Linked DNA regions of Gossypium hirsutum: region 2 is linked to region 1. The links are chromatin contacts, called in public Hi-C maps. All regions are on one chromosome and are shown on one strand. The core of a region is the stretch at or near the end of the contact, and the rest is flanking DNA. Distances in the headings are between cores, read along the strand shown. Region 1 has its middle 16 kb from the start of LOC107954637. Region 2 holds the start of LOC121219611 (probable arabinose 5-phosphate isomerase).

Region 1 (4,976 bases), core at 2,337-4,836:
TTACCCTGATGCCATGGCGTCTTTCAGCCATGGTCGTACTCATTTCAGTCATGATGTTATAACATCTTTCAGCTATGGTCTTACTCATTTTACTCATTTCAAATATGGCCCGGAGCTTCACTCATCACAGTTTGCTCTCAACAATATTGTATGACAGTGTCTAACAACATCACTTTCTTTGTCATTCCTAACTTTGTGTAACCCACCATTTATCCCATTTCTATATGCAATACACATGTTTTCTAAATAAAGCATCATAGGATCTTGTATACTGAACTAAAATGGTGGATACTCATAACTTATACAAACTTCTAATATACTTAACATTTCTGGGTGGGGTGTAAAAATTCACCTGAGACTTATTCATGTTGTCCGCTTAGCTTTTTCGAACACTAGAGCTTCCACTCTCCTGGCAGTTAAGCATGACAATCAAATCATGAGTTAAACCCAATGTTTTCTCTTGAAACCTCAATTTTCCAGAAATATGCATAACTTTTAAAATGGTTCTGAAAACCGAACTTTATTCTTTAAATTTTCACGTACACTAAGACCATTGAACATTATCAGCCTACTAGATTCTCTATTTTTGCAACTCAAAACTCATGATCACTGATTCATGTAGAGCTTTCTCGTAGCCATCTCCTCTGAGAGCACTAAAGAAGAAGCTAAAGAAGAAAAATGGAATAGACTAGAGAAGGAGTCTCATTGGAAGTTATTCCCTGGCTATTTATAGCCCTTCTCGCACAGTCTTCAACTGTGCAAAATCTACCCATTCACAATCATTTTGTCTTCCACTAAGGAACCGAGTAGTTATATCCTAATTGGACCAAGATTAATTTTCAACCATATTCCATTCTATTTCCCACTTTTCTCGTTTTTCCATTAGAGACCGCCAACTTACATCTTTTCAATTTAACCTCTAAAGTTCCTAATTTTTGGGTTTAAAGGATTTCAAGTGTAACAGTGGAACTTTATGGTGCAAGGTTTTTTATAGCCAAATATGAAATCTTCTGTTTTCAAGTTGTCAGTAGTAGATCAATTGTAGTTCAGTACGTTGATTTGTTCTCCAGGATGTTCAAGTAAATACGCGATGGTGTCATTGAAGATAATGTGTCAAGCACAAGTGAGCCAATTCGGTGATGTAAATACTACACCAATAAGATTGGTGAACTTTCCTAATACTAACAAGTCAAATATGAATGTTGAGTCATGAAGTACAAGCTTGCTAGTGTTGTGCTAATACAAGATGTGAAGACTCACTAAGTTCATTTGAACTTACATATGTGTTATTATGATTGCAGGAAAAAAATGAGAAATTCAAGGTTTCGAGAAGGGATTGGACCAGAATCTGCCGCACTCAGACAGACATACTTCTTAGTCGTAATATGCATATAATAGAGTGACCTAGTGACCAAAATTCAATTCACCATACAATAAATTCGTAAATATTTAAGAAAAATATTTACGGGTTCAGTTTATGGAAATGAGGTTTCAATACCTGATTTTTTGAAATCACTAACTTTAAGGTCACCATACTTGTACCTTAGTTAACTATCCATTTAACAAAATTAAAGGACCAAACTCCAATTAAACTTCATACTAATCTCGTAAATATTAAACAATAATATTTACGGACTCAACCGTCGAAAATGAGATTTTGAAACTACTGTTTCGGATGCCGCTGAAAAACGAGTTATTACAAGAACAATTTGACTTTAGCCTTCCTTGTATTGATTAGACTACACGGTTTGTTTGTCTCTAGAAATAGGAGAAACGTCTTCCAAGGTGAGGCCATAAATGACATGATCCAATTTAGCTGAAGGAGCTGATCTAGGAGTTATGCAACGTAATGTGGTTGCAACCGTTTGAGGATCAAAGAGGTTAGGTCTCCTAGAGATACATTTGGATTGAACGGGCTCCATCTGGCGATGTGAGTTTGTTTTTGAGGTGAGCCTTATACATCGTGAGGAGGTCAATTGTAAAGTAGTTATAACATGGACTTTTAAGTAACATGACAAGTGAATCAAAGCCTGCGAGCCTTATCTCTATAGAAAAATGGATTTGAAGAACAGTAAATTGATTCTTACTCTGCTTTTGAAATAGCAAAGATTGTGTTCCTTTTAGGCTGTGTCTAGTGATTTACTAGACAACCCTGTATATACTGTCCCCACCAAGATCATCAAATTGTTTACTCTAAATTAGGGGTGAGCATTCGATCGAATCGAATCAAAAATTTTCGAGTTAATCGAGTTTTCGAATCTCATTTTATCATCCTAACTTTATTTGAAGTTTTCTCGAATCGAGTTGAGTGAGATGGAATTTGAATCGAATCGAATCGAATATATTTATTTGAGTTAAATTTTAAAAAATAAATTTGGGTCCTTGTAACCATTATCACCCATCGTAATAAAATTTTTCCACATTAATCAATTTTTTATTAACTTTCATCACTTCATAATTTATTTATTAATTTTTTATATATTGGTTAGCTTCTTTGGTTGCTTAGTTGTTTCAATTATCTTCAGATTCTTGTCACTGTGTATTTTAGAATTAAAAAATATATTAAATGTAAAAATATGATTTTTTAATAAATGTTATTTTAAAAATAAAATGTGAAATTGATACCAATATAAAATTTTAACATGAATATTTTATGGCATAATTAATAATTCAATTTTAATATAAATATTCAATATGACTAAACAATTCAATAATATAAATAATATAAAATGTGAAATTTAATTTAATAATATAAATAGTAGATATAAATAAAATTATTACTATTTATGTTTAGTGATTTTTTTGGATAATTTTGATTTTTTATTTGAGAGTAAAGGGAGAGAAGTAAAAGTTTAGGGGAAAAATTAAAAAGTTTTGGGAATAAAAGTTTGAGGGAAAGTAAATAGGGAGAGTAAAATTTTGGAGGGAAAATATTAAAAAAAATTGGAGGGGGGAGGGTTTGGGATAGATGAGAGGTGAGATGGGAAGGAAATAAAAGTTTTAGGGGAAAAGTAGGAGGGAGTAAAAATTTTGGGGGAAAATAAAAGGTTTTGAGGGTTTTTGGGAGTAAAATTTTGAGAAAAAATAAATGGGAAAGTAAAATTTTGGTGGGAAATGGATTTTGGGTAGATTGGGGGGTGGGAGGGGAGGGGAGTAAAAGTTTTGGGGGAAATGTCGAAAGGAGTAAAAGTTTTGAGGGAAAAGTAAAAAGGTTAGGGAGTTTGGGGTAAAAATGTAAAATATTATAGTTTGATACTCGAATTATTCGAATTATTCGAGTTATTTGAATTCGAAAACTCAACTCAATTCGAACTCGAAATTCAAAAAAAAAATCGAGTTGATTCGAATAACTCGATGAACTCGAATAACTCGATTCGTTTAACTCGAAATTTAAATTTTTTTTCAACTTTTTCAAGTCGAATCGAATTTTGCTCACCCGTACTCTAAATACCATCTTCAACCTAGATTGAAATGTCACTCGTTCACTTCAATTGAAAGGGAAAAGAAAGAGACAAAACTAATGTGTGGCTAACGCTATCCCTTAAGATCCCTTGAAACCACAACTTCTATCCTCTTTTTTCTTGTTTTTTTATACAACTGGGTATATTTCATGCAAGGTACAATTTGAGCAAAGCCGACATGTCACAATGGTCCAGAAACATCCAAAACGCTTCAAGCTATCAAATTGCGCTCAAATATAAGCAATGGGAAACGAAACTAAACAATTTGTACAAAGCTTCATGCTTTTGACTGCTGTCCTGATATGAAAATACATTAATTTTTTCCCCTAGTTTTGTCACCTGGAACTTGTAGCGTGTTCCAACTCCTACTGGTAATGAACTGTTAGAAAAAAAGAAAGTACCCAAGGCAGCCCCTGGTCCACTGATGGTATGCATTGGACTAAATTACTCAACAGCTTGCATTTTGGGTACGATAAAACCTCTGACCAGCTAGACTCCTCTAGTTCTTTTTCTTACTGCTCCCTATGTCATTGACCTTCATGTCTGATATCTGGTGTGATCAATATCTTATTCATGAGTCTCTAGTTTGATCCCTAAATGAAGTAGAAAAAATGGGTTTTTCTAGATGACAGAAGATTAGGTTATGTTCCATTGAATCTGTCCAGAAAAATAAAAGAAAATGGAGCATTGATCACCTCAAGTAATGGAAACTGCTTCGTTCACAGTTCACCGTGAATGAACCAAACTTTAGACTTAAAAATAATTGTTTGGATGGCTGAATATTTCTACATTAGACTTGAAACATGAAGCACTAAAATGTTTGAGAAAATGCTAAAATGTTAACTATTAGGGAATAGATATTAGCGTACGAAAGGATCTGTTTAGGATTGGGGATTTGAGGTGCTCCGTGTGGCCATTTTCCTGCCGGTTCAAGGCTTTATCAACATAGGTAGAAATTAACTATTACGGGGCCGAAAATAAAAGGCCAATTTTTAGCAATGCAAGATTTTGGTCCACTCCCCTCTTATCAATTATATGTAGCAACTATAGTAATATTAAATAACAAAGTCCATGTATTGAAATAATAGAGATTTTTGGACCCTCTTAAAAAAAGGAAAAAAATTATTAATCTAAAAACAAGAGATCATCATGCTTCAATTATTTTGTTAAATGTTCATATGCCCTCCTTCCTTAATGAAATATATATTTTTTAATAGTTGAATTGATAGGATGGAATGAGATGTAGGGATCAACAAAATTCGATTTGATTTAGAAAATAATTTTTTTTTAATTTTGAGATAATCGATTTGAGTCATTAAAGTTATTCAATTTTTTTTGAATCAGCTTGAATAAGTAATTTGATTTTTCAAGTATGAGTCAAGTTGAATTTGACATCTCAAATAATTCAGATAACTCAAATAACAAATTGGTCTAAATATCCCTTGGGTCCCTAATAGTTTTGAAAATATGCAAATTGATCCCTCTAAAAAAAATCAAAATATTTATAAAATACTT
Region 2 (5,210 bases), core at 2,216-4,715, 230 kb after region 1:
TCTTCTCAAAACATATAACTTGAATAAACGGCTTTACTTAATATCGAAACTCAATGAATTGAACTAAAATAGCCTTTTTAAAAACACATAATTGAATAAACGGTTCTACTTAATATCAAAATTCAATAAATTGAACTAAATTAACTTTTTTAAAAACTTATAATTGAACAAGCGGTTTTACTTTGTATAACAGAATAAATGGTGCCACTTAATATCAAAACTCAATAAATAGAACTAAATTAACCTTTTTAAAAATACATAATTAAATAAACGATTTTACTTGATAATTAATCGAACTAAACTAACCAAGTTTATTCAATTACACCTTGGTATTAGTGCAACTAATGCTAAACCCTGATTATTGAGTTAAATTAATCATTAAAGTGTAAGAATTAATTTGAATGTCACAAAATATGTACAGTAATAAACTTGAACATTTATAGATTGAAATGGAAACAAAAAAACCCTTTCAAATTGATTGCAAAAAAGGAATGAATATTCAACCAAACTTTCCTAATAATAAACACCATGGAACATTATGAAACCTAAACCGATTTAATATCTAAGGAGCAAAAGAGATCACATAAATACTCCACGAGCATACAGGTTAAACAAATAAAACCCCCACTATAAGTTTACTTGAAATGGTACCCAAAACATTCACGCAAACAGTTTGCAAGTATAGGACAATGAAGGCTTTAACAGTTTGCAAGTAGCTTATCCAGAGGAAGACAATAGCATGCTCAATGTAAATGCTGTCACTCATCTTCAATTTCATGAAATGGCAAAGCATGCAAAAAGGTTTACAACTAAACAACCTATTGAAATTCAACTCCATTCTCAAAGTATCTACCAGATAAAATGTGGGGTATTTAGCATATCACAATATTTCCAAGCATCAAATATCAAGCAAAGAGAAAGCAGCAGTTTTAAAAATAAAGGTGAAATTCACTACTATTACCTTTACACACTTTGGCCTGCTTAATTCGGTCTGACCAAAAAAGATAAAGAAATAGAAATTTGGAGCTCAGTAACTGCCCTGCAAAACCGTGCTCTATATCAAGAACTTGTTGATGTAATCACATAACATAACTATATGTAGCTATTTTAATCACATAAGAAACTAAATAAGTGAACTGAAAACCAGTAACACCAAAGCTGTCACCACATATGCTTGTTCCATAAGATAAACCAAAATCAAACATATGATCTTATTCGTACCTGGAAGACAAGAGGTTTATTCAAATCAACGGTGAATTTGTGCAACAATCTTTGCAACTGCATTAAAGAAAAAATATGTTTAGCAAAGGATTAATAAATTACTAATTTTTTAAAGAATAACAAAAAGAGTGAGGATGACACAATATACTTAACACAATAACACAATGTACTTAGCATCATAAAGCTACCCTAATCCCTAATTCTGAATCCAGAACCAGTACAAAATGTACCATCATCTCCCTACTCATCTCTTCCACTACTCTTTTACGTCTCTAATCAGTGTAATTAGTGTTCAAAATTATGAGAAATTTTTAGCTCCTTAATATCTTTGGTCGAATGAGTAAACTGACATGTCTATCATAGCCAGCTATGACCAAATAAAGCTCTCAAATACAAATAAGTGCACCAATGAAACAATTAAAGTTACAAATTTATCATCATATAGGCTTAATAAACATAAAACATCAAAACTGCTCCAATCCAATGAAAAAAAGAAACACATGAATGTAATTAAATCTCTCATTTTCATGCTTGTATTCCATAAAACTAAAGCAATCCCTATAATCTTCAACCAAATTTATATCTAAAAAAAGACTATCAGTAGGATCGTTCCAATAAGCAGTAGCAAACCCAGAGTTTTTCTTAATGTGAAATCGAAACAAAAAAGTTCAATTAAAAAATTAATAAAAAGAGGCAAGATATTTAGGACAGACAATATCCAAAATCCAAAATCCAAAATCGTTCCAATAAGCAGTAGCAAACCCATCAATCTTAATGGCATGTAATTTATTAATCTAAATACAAAACCTGAATTCCAGGTCAGTTAATGAATAAAGCACATTTGAACTACCCAAATTAAAATTTCTAAAATTTTAACACGATTGAAAACTAAAGGAAGTAAATTTTAACAAACCCAAACAAAAAAACATGAAAAACCTCACATACTTGCTAAGACTCACGGAGGCTGGCGACTGAGTTCGTTGTTGGGTAAAGTGGCTAGGCGTCGGGAAACTGGGTAAACGGTTGCTCAGTTACAGCCTCTGAGGAAAGGGGGCACAATAGGTGTTTAGGGTTTCGAGAAATCAAAGAACTGAGAGGATTTTCTGGTATAAAATAGAAGAACAAGTTTTTTTTTTATTTTAGTCAAGCAAAGAACAGGCTGAGAAAGAAAAGGGGATCGGGGGAGATGATATCAACGGCTTGTATCAAATAAAAGGGAATTGGGAAAAATGGCACCGTTTGCGGAAGAAAAGGGAATTGGGAAAAACGGCATCGTTTGCGAAAGAAAAGGGAATCAGTTTGTATCAAAGAATAAAAACGGCGCCGTTTCAATCAAAATTAAAAAATTCGCGGCCATTACCTTACTTTTTGCGGCGATTATAAGAAAAACGCCGCTATTGTTTTACCTTTTGCGGTAACAAAAAGGCCACTAATAGTATATATTTGCAACATTCAATCCAAACGTCACTAAAAACGCTGTTAAAAGTTTAATTTGTTGAATTTTTTGTTTAAAGATTTTTATTTTATTTTTAGGTTTCCTTTTTTTATTTTGAATGTTTTATTTTTTATAATTTTAAAATTTTGTATTAATTCTTTAATTTTTTTAGAAAATACTTTATTGAAATTTTTATAAAAGTTAAATTATTAACGAACATAAGATGTAAGAAAATATAATGTCAAATCGGCAAAAATCAACCACATATACTGTCATGGGGACAAAAACTAAAGTCAACATCAGCTAATTATCTCAAGATTTAATGGTGTCATCGTGAATAACAAAGGCCATTAGTAAAAAAAAAATTGATGAATTTCAGAAATGGTTTAGTGCAATAAAAAATATAAAAACGTGTTTTATATAATTATCTTTTATATAATTTATTTATGTTATACAATTATAATAAAAATAATTTGATTCGAAGTTGGATCAAGAATTTGATTTGATAAACTTTTTACATATATTTCTAAATATTCCTCTAGACATTCCATTTTTTACTATTTTCTTCTTCTTTACTTCATCAAAATAGCTTGTCCTTCTTTCTTTATTTTTATTGATATTGTGTATCAACCATTTATATATTTTTTCTTGAAATAATAGTTTAATTATAATAAAAATATATTGATTGGGTTTTAATTCACTATAATGTCTTCTTCTTTTTTCGATTTAAAAGTTTAATGAAATGTATGTAGAAGTAAGTATTATGTAAAAGATATATTTGCCTAAAGAATGTAGAGATCAACCAATTTAGCAATGCCTGCCGACACACATATTGAGAGGAGTCCAAAAGTAGACTATCTATTCTTTACCGACAAAAATAATGAAGGGCCAAATCAACCCAAAAATAAAGGCCCCAATATAGGCCAATAATAATACCATTCCACCACTCTCTCTTCTTCATTTATTTGCAAATAATACCATCGGATCGGATCTGAAACAAATCAACAATGGGATCGCTTCCTCCGTCACTAGACCTCCCATCGCCGCCGCCCAAAAATCCCCAACATGAGCGAGTTTCCGAAACTACCCTTTTCAACCTCTTCAAAGCCCAACAAGGCCACCTCAATTACTTCTTCCAGAACCTCGATTTGTCCCAAGCATTGTCTTTCACTGAAACCCTCCTTAATTCTCGGGGCACCATTTTCTTCTCTGGTGTCGGAAAATCCGGATTCGTCGCCAACAAGATCTCCCAGACCTTAGTTTCTCTCGGCATCCGCTCCGCTTTCCTCTCCCCTCTCGACGCCCTCCACGGCGACATTGGCGCGCTCTCCGCCGCCGACATCCTCGTCCTCTTTTCGAAATCCGGCTCCACTGAAGAACTCCTACGTCTCATCCCCTGTGCTAGAGCCAAGGGGGTTTATCTCATTTCGGTCACCTCCGTCCCCAAAAATGCCTTGGCAAACGCTTGCGATATGAACGTGCATCTTCCGTTGGAGAGGGAGTTGTGTCCGTTTGATTTGGCGCCGGTTACTTCGACAGCGATCCAGATGGTTTTCGGAGATACGGTGGCAATAGCGCTTATGGGAGCTAGGAACTTGACTAAGGATCAATATGCGGCCAATCATCCTGCTGGTCGGATTGGGAAAAGCCTTATTTTTAAGGTTTGTTTGATTAATTGCTGACTTTCTGATCAATGTCTTCATAAAATTTAACTGCTTTTGTTTATGAGATGCTGGATCATTAGTGGGTTTTCGCTGATTTTTTTTTTCTTTTAAGTTGGCTGCCCATAATTGTTTGAGATCTGGGTTTAATTGAAAGATCCAAAGCCGGTTCTGTATGTTTGCCGTTGAATGATCGATATAAGAAACAGTAGACATAAGTTTGATGGATTTAAGAGAACTATCTTCAGGTTCATGTCATTTGCAATTAAATCGAGATTTGAAGCTGAAATTTTTTTTCTATTTCAGTTAGTTTTGTTTTCAAATTTATTGGACTTGTAGACTGATGGATTGGTGCTTTCATATGTAGGTAAAAGATGTAATGAAGAAGCAAGATGAGCTTCCAGTTTGCAAGGAAGGAGATTTGATAATGGAGCAGCTGGTGGAGCTTACTAGGAAAGGATGTGGGTGCTTGCTGGTTATAGATGAGGAATATCACTTGCTTGGCACATTTACAGATGGTGATTTGCGGCGTACGCTTAAGGCTAGCGGAGAAGCCATATTCAAGCTCACGGTCGGTGAAATGTGCAACAGGTAAACCAAATGGCGAATGCCCATAACTATTGTAGTAACTTGTTGAGTTTCTTTCTGATGTTTTCAATCAAAGTGACTTAAAACCCTCATTTGTTTGTATCACTGTATCAGGAAACCAAGAACCATTGGTCCGGATGCGATGGCAGTGGAAGCCATGCAAAAGATGGAATCACCACCATCTGCTGTACAATTTCTGCCTGTAATTGATCGTCAAAATACCTTGATCGGTATTGTCACATTGCATGGATTAGTTTCAGCTGGTCTTTGAAATATACGGTCTTGTGTGGTTTTGAATGTTGATA

The links. A called contact is a pair of places that touch in the nucleus more often than the background predicts.
Region 2: a Hi-C map of leaf shows a contact between it and region 1, with 4 times the contacts expected there. The contact joins the promoter of LOC121219611 here to the enhancer-like site in region 1. A contact is called at or near these places in 5 of 34 Hi-C or Micro-C datasets (hypocotyl, leaf and petal).

Annotation. Positions count from the first base shown.
Region 1 is chrD07:27,349,610-27,354,585 of Gossypium_hirsutum_v2.1, forward strand. No RefSeq gene overlaps it. Among protein-coding and RNA genes, the nearest start is that of LOC107954637, 16 kb to the left of the region's middle. Within about 2 kb of position 3,587, at least 2 of the 9 cell types and tissues checked have an H3K27ac peak or open chromatin away from gene starts, as enhancers often do. A contact at or near this core is called in leaf, where this site is marked.
Region 2 is chrD07:27,583,145-27,588,354 of Gossypium_hirsutum_v2.1, forward strand. LOC121219611 (probable arabinose 5-phosphate isomerase) reads left to right here and starts at 3,466. Exons shown (of 3, transcript XM_041098101.1): 1 at 3,466-4,317; 2 at 4,685-4,908; 3 at 5,020-5,210. The coding sequence starts at 3,664. The coding sequence ends at 5,176.